Linked DNA regions of Mus musculus: region 1 is linked to region 2. Evidence: chromatin contacts called from public targeted proximity ligation data. All regions are on one chromosome and are shown on one strand. The core of a region is the stretch at or near the end of the contact, and the rest is flanking DNA. Distances in the headings are between cores, read along the strand shown. Region 1 holds the start of Vegfb (vascular endothelial growth factor B). Region 2 holds the start of Drap1 (Dr1 associated protein 1 (negative cofactor 2 alpha)).

Region 1 (2,700 bases), core at 21-2,520, 1.6 Mb after region 2:
GGCACTAGTTGTTTGACCACATTGCCCATGAGTTCCATGCTCAGAGGCACCACCACCTCCCTGGGCTGGCATGTGGCACGTGCATAAACGTCTATCCATGGCACCACTGTGGGCAGACCCAGATGGATTAAGTTCTTATCAGGTCTCCTGAAGCTCCTCTGAGCATGTAGCCTCTCTGATACCCTATCACCACCACCCCAACCATCTTTTAAACCTGTCTTTCTCTGCCTTGTTTCTCAAGAAATGATTAAGCCCTCTGCCTCAGTTTCTTCCTCTATGGAATGGTATCGCCCAAAGGAGTTGGGATCACGCAAGATAAGGGATATGAAATCAGAGCAAGTGCTAACCCCTCTTAGTACTGGCTGGTGGCAAGTTATTGTTAACTATTATTACCTTTCTTCTGGTGGCTGGGGCCATCAAACTGGGACACAGGGGCCTGTGGGAAAGAAGATACCTGGGCCCAAGATGCACTCTAAAAGGGCTGGCCCTGTGGCTATGTAAGGGCTCCGTCCTTGAGTCAGGCTTCTGCGCCTTTCTGACACCTTTCCAGATTTATTCTGTTCCCAAGACCTTGGTTCTAATTTTTCTTGTATACTCAGACATCTGGTACTTTCCCTGGCCCAAGACCCACCAGGCATACTCTGGGAATGGTACTAAAGCCCAAGCCTTAGCGCTGGGCTTGTTTTAGGTCAGGAGCCAGGATAGTGGGAGACAAACGAGGTTCGGAGGGCACGGAGGCAGCTCCGCCCTACAACCGCCCAGGGGATGGGGTGAGGTGGGGGAGTGGCCCCAGGGGCATGGGCTAGGACTAGCGGGCCTTCGCCAAGGGGCACCTCTTAAGGGATATTCCCGGTTTGAACTGAGGATCCCCTCGACAGAGGTAGCAGGCGCCTCCCCACTTCCGCCAACCTTGAGAGGGCACCGCGGGCGGGCGGGCGAGCTAGCGAGCGGGATGTCGCGGACGCACGTACCTGGGTGCGAGCCAGCTGCAGCAGTGCAACAAGCAGCAGGCGACGGAGCAGGGGGCTCATGGTGCCCGCGGGGGGCGAGCGCCGGGAGCGCCCGCATGGCCCTAGCCCGGCGGCGTGGGGGGCGGCGGCAGCCAGAGCCCCATGGCGCGGGCCCGGGGACCCGGGGCGGGGCGCAGGGGGCGGCTCCTCCGCGGCCCCCTCCCGAGCCCTGGGCGCAGGCAGCGCAACGCAGCGCCGCAGCGACGGCCTGAGGAACAAGACAGGCAGGCGGCCTGTAGTGGCGGCGGTGGTGGCCGGGACGGCGGGCAACGGGGACGGCGGGGGGTGGCAGGGGGCCTGGCCGGGGCTGGCGGGCAAGAGGCTCATGTGACCTAAACACGCGCTCCCCACCGGGCCGCGGGCGGAGGCGGGGCGGGGGCGGAGCCGGTCCCCTCCAAACGCCCCCTCCCGCCGCTGCAGGGGAAAGGGGACACACCGCCCTGGAGGCCGAGCTCCGGGGGTCGCTGCCTCACGAGGGGAGGGGTGAGGAGATGCGTGACCTGAAGGACCGAATCGGACAGGCGTCTGAAAATGAGTTTATTGCACGTGTAGTTCTGGACAGGCAGCAGGGAGAGGACCAATGAAGGTCCCATTTAGTTAAGCCTCTCAGGGGCTTGTGTCCTGGGGCATGATCCTGGAGCTTTCTGGAGGCAGGGAGGGTTCTGCCCGAGGCTGCTGCCTCTGCTGGCGCTCCTGCTGAATCCTGGCTCTGTTGGCCCTGGAAAGAAAAACAGGATCAGGACAGACATCCTGGAGGGTGGTGCTGAAGCAGGAAGCAAAGTCAGAGCAGTGACAGACCTGGCCCTGGCCCGAGTGTCATTGTAGATGGCTGTAATGATCCGGTCCTTTTCATCCATGAAGCTGCGATGCACCTGCTCCAGCTTCCTGTGAAGGAATTGCAGTTAACTCCGAGTCTCCGAACTCTGGTGTCCCTCAAACCCTGGTCCTTGACCAGGTTCTAGCATCTCTCACACAACTTTACATCTCTCTCTATAACAGACACCAAGTGGCCCAAGTCCCAGAACTAGGTGGCACCCTAAGTCACTGGCTGTCCTGTGAAGAAGGTTGGTGAAACAGCTCTGAAATCAGGTTGCCTCTCCCAGAAGACTAGAAAGGGGGCATATTTAGGTAATCTCCATTGCTAGATACTACGGACAATGGGCTCCATCCTTTGGGTTTCTATGCCACAGAAAACTGGTATGACAGCATGCATTCGAGTGTATGGTGAGGTCCTGGCAGCTACCATGGACTGTCACTGTTATACGGCACTTGTCCTTCCTCGCTCTTTCTTTCTTTTCTTTTATTTTTTTTTATGGTTTTTTGAGACAGGTTTTCTCTGTATAGCCTTGGCTGTCCTGGAACTCACTTTGTAGACCAGGCTGGCCTCGAACTCAGAAATCCACCTGCCTTTGCCCCCCAAGTGCTGGGATTAAAGGCGTGCACCACCACTGCCTGGCCCTCTTTCTTTCTATATTGAGACACAGTTTAATGTAGCCTAGGCTAGCCTCAAACTCCATATGTAACCAAAGATGACCCTGAACTTAAAAAATTTGCAAAAAAAAAAAAAAAAAAAATTGCTTGGTGGTGATGGTGCACTGACTTCGAGGCCAGCCTGGTCTACACAGGGAGTTCCAGGTCAGCCAGTTCTACACAAAGAAACCCTGTCTCAGAGAAACAAAACAAAACAAAT
Region 2 (2,834 bases), core at 322-2,821:
CTCAGACTCATCCTGAGAGCACGGAAGGGGTCAGGGTTAATGAGAGGGCCCGGGCCCATCTCTGGGGAGCCCAGACCCTGGGAGAGGAATGGAGATGGAGGAACAAGAGGCAGCAGACAAGGCTGAGGCCATCACCCATCAGCCTCACTCACCTCCTGCTCAGAGTCTGTCCCGGACAGCTTCTTGTCTTTGCCTTTGCTTCCCGTGCCTCCGTTCTTCCTGCCGCTGCTGCCCGGTTTCCGGCCCCTTCGGGAAGGTACAGTCCATCTGCACGAGGACTCTCTCCTCCTGGTTCATCCCCCAGCCACCCCCAACCTTGTGGCCTTGGCCTTCCCCACCTGTATACCGGGTCTTGGCTACCCACCTTCGAGGACCCTTGTCCCCATCCACGTGGTTGTCCTCCCCATCCCCCTGCATGTCAGGCACTGATGCCACCAAGTCTTTCAAGAAGTCAAACTGCTGCTCGAGTTCAATGCACTGCTTCCTAAAGAAGTGGGAAAGGAAGGGGTTCAAATGGGGCCCCCAAAACACTTAGGGAAGGATACAAACAACTTCTTCGTGTCAGTACAGTGGAACGTTAAAAACACCCCTACTTCCACCAGGCCTCCTGGGAGGGCCGGTGGCTCGGATCTGGTTGTATTCCCTGCACCTGAAACACCTAATCTCTCCTGCATCAGTCCAAATCCACAAAGCTGGCCTCCCTGGGCCTTGCACCACTCCCCCTGTCGGAACTCTGCCTCCTCAAAAGCCCCTCCCAGCTCGGCGGCCACTCACAGGTGGGACGTGGTCATGGTTTTGGCATTTCGAGACTGGGTCACCTGGCAAGCCTTCTTCAACAGGGACTCCAGGAAGAGCTCAAGGGCCCGGGCTGAAGACGTCAAGGAGAATCCAAAAAGGGGAGTGCCGCAGTCCCGCCCCACGCCCCTCAGCCCAACCGGCCCCTAGTAGGATACAGATGATGACAGGCACAGCTGCCGCCACCTTCCCAATCTCTTCGTCCGTCTGCATGATCTTTTTGATCCGCGCCTGCCGAAAGGAAGAGGACAGAGCTCGTCTCTTGCGTCCCTAACACGGGGGACAGAGGGAACCGGGGGTATCCCGGGAGAAGGAGAAGAGGGCGGGGGGCGCTAAGTCAGGAGGGCATGGAAGGGGCGGGGCGTCAGGCCGTGAACACCTAAAGGCACCCGCCCCCCCCACCAGCAGGACCTGGGCCCAAGCCTCCCGGGAGCCCTGCCTGCCGGGGCCCATCCGGGCCACGTGCTCACCGGCGGAAACCGCGCGTTATACTTCTTCTTCTTGCTTGGCATCTCGGGGCCTCTCGTTGCGCCGGGCCCAGCGCCGCCGCCCGCAGCCTCCCGGCCCCGGGCCTGTCCGCCGCCGGCCCGCCGCGGTCCCCCCCCCCACCCTCCCCGGGTCCTGGTGCCGTTTACTCCGCCTACACCACTTCCCGCAGGGTCCTAGTGCCGCCCGTAGACAAGCAGCTCCCCAAACTCGAGCGCTGGGCTTCGGATCCTCTGGGGCGGTGCGCGTCCTTCCCCGGGCTCGCCCGCCACGCCCACCCGCCCCCCAAGCTAAAGTACGAACGTTAGCTCCGCCTCCCGAAGACCTGCACCTCCCGGGATTCTCGCGCCGGCTCCGCCCCTGGACGCTGCCCGCCCCTTCCCCTGGAGCCCCCGCCCCTAGCCTTCTGGTTCCGCCTCTGGCCCCGCCCCGTGACTGTGTTTGTCTATAAAGTTGTTGTTGAGGTGGCGGGACCCTAAGATGGCGGCGGCGGCGGCGGCCGTGGCAGGGGCGGGGCGCGGCGGGGGTGGCGGCGGCGGCGGCGGCGGCGCAGCAGATCCCGGGCAGGAACGGAGCCGGGCCCGAAGTTGGGTTGGCGCGGAACGGAGTGAAGGCCGGAGGTGACTGCGGGGTGGCGAGAGGGACGGCAACCCTTAAGCTGTGGGCACTAATGGCGGCGGATGTGGTAGGGCTGGAGCCTGGTCCTCGCGCAGGCCTGGTCCTATCTGGTTCGAGTCTGGATGGTACCCATTGACCCCCTGATGGGCCGCTGCCCTCTCTGGGGCTCAGAGCCTCGGTGTTTCACGGTGCCCCCAATCGTTCACCGGGGGAGGCCTGGCCCTCTACAGCCATCCTCTGAGGTTGGCGACCCTGCGTTTTGCCTACGTCCATTATATTGCAGCGCCGCGCTACCTTGCAGGACTCTAGTCCGGTGGTGTAGCCGAGCCCCGTGCCAGTTCACACTTAAGCTCTGGCGCTCTTTACGGGCATGACCTTGGGCAAGCCCCTTTTCTTAAGAGTTTCAATTTCCTTGTTTGTAAGCAGTGAAAGTAGTACTAACTATAGCTACTCCACCTCAGGCGTCTTATTCTGGAGACAAATCTAGACAGGATCAGTTGTTACCCATTGTGAAGATGAAGCAACTGAGGCACAGACATTATGTCTTGCCCAGGGCCACAGTTTACTGCAGTGCCTGGCACCCTCCAGGACCCAGCACTTTTTATTTACTGTCTCAAACCTCTGACTCAGTTCCCTCACAACAGGATGGAACCAAATGAGGAGCTGGAAGAGGAAGACTCTCCAGGTGGCCGGGAGGATGGCTTCACTGCTGAGCACCTGGCTGCAGAGGCCATGGCAGCCGATATGGACCCCTGGCTGGTATTTGATGCCCGTACCACACCTGCCACAGAGCTGGATGCCTGGTTGGCCAAGTACCCACCATCTCAAGTTACTCGCTATGGGGACCCAGGTTCACCCAACTCTGAACCTGTGGGCTGGATTGCAGCCTATGGGCAGGGTTACACCCCCAACTCAGGGGATGTACAAGGGCTGCA

The links.
Region 1: a contact with region 2 is called in a targeted proximity ligation map of pancreatic cancer cells. A contact is called at or near these places in 1 of 39 promoter capture datasets (liver), 1 of 484 Hi-C or Micro-C datasets (embryonic stem cells), 2 of 130 datasets of targeted methods (embryonic stem cells and pancreatic cancer cells) and 1 of 9 other capture datasets (liver).

The regions. Positions count from the first base shown.
Region 1 is chr19:6,986,381-6,989,080 of GRCm38.p6, forward strand. Vegfb (vascular endothelial growth factor B) reads right to left here and starts at 1,271. Exons shown (of 7, transcript NM_001185164.1): 1 at 972-1,271; 2 at 394-436; 3 at 1-106. The coding sequence starts at 1,031. Dnajc4 (DnaJ heat shock protein family (Hsp40) member C4) reads right to left here. Exons shown (of 7, transcript NM_001357001.1): 6 at 1,809-1,895; 7 at 1,531-1,728. The coding sequence ends at 1,617.
Region 2 is chr19:5,423,408-5,426,241 of GRCm38.p6, forward strand. Drap1 (Dr1 associated protein 1 (negative cofactor 2 alpha)) reads right to left here and starts at 1,572. Exons shown (of 7, transcript NM_024176.2): 1 at 1,266-1,572; 2 at 954-1,026; 3 at 775-868; 4 at 365-484; 5 at 153-246; 6 at 1-12. The coding sequence starts at 1,307. It overlaps AI837181 (expressed sequence AI837181), which reads left to right and starts at 1,737. Exons shown (of 2, transcript NM_134149.2): 1 at 1,737-1,901; 2 at 2,544-2,834. The coding sequence starts at 1,762.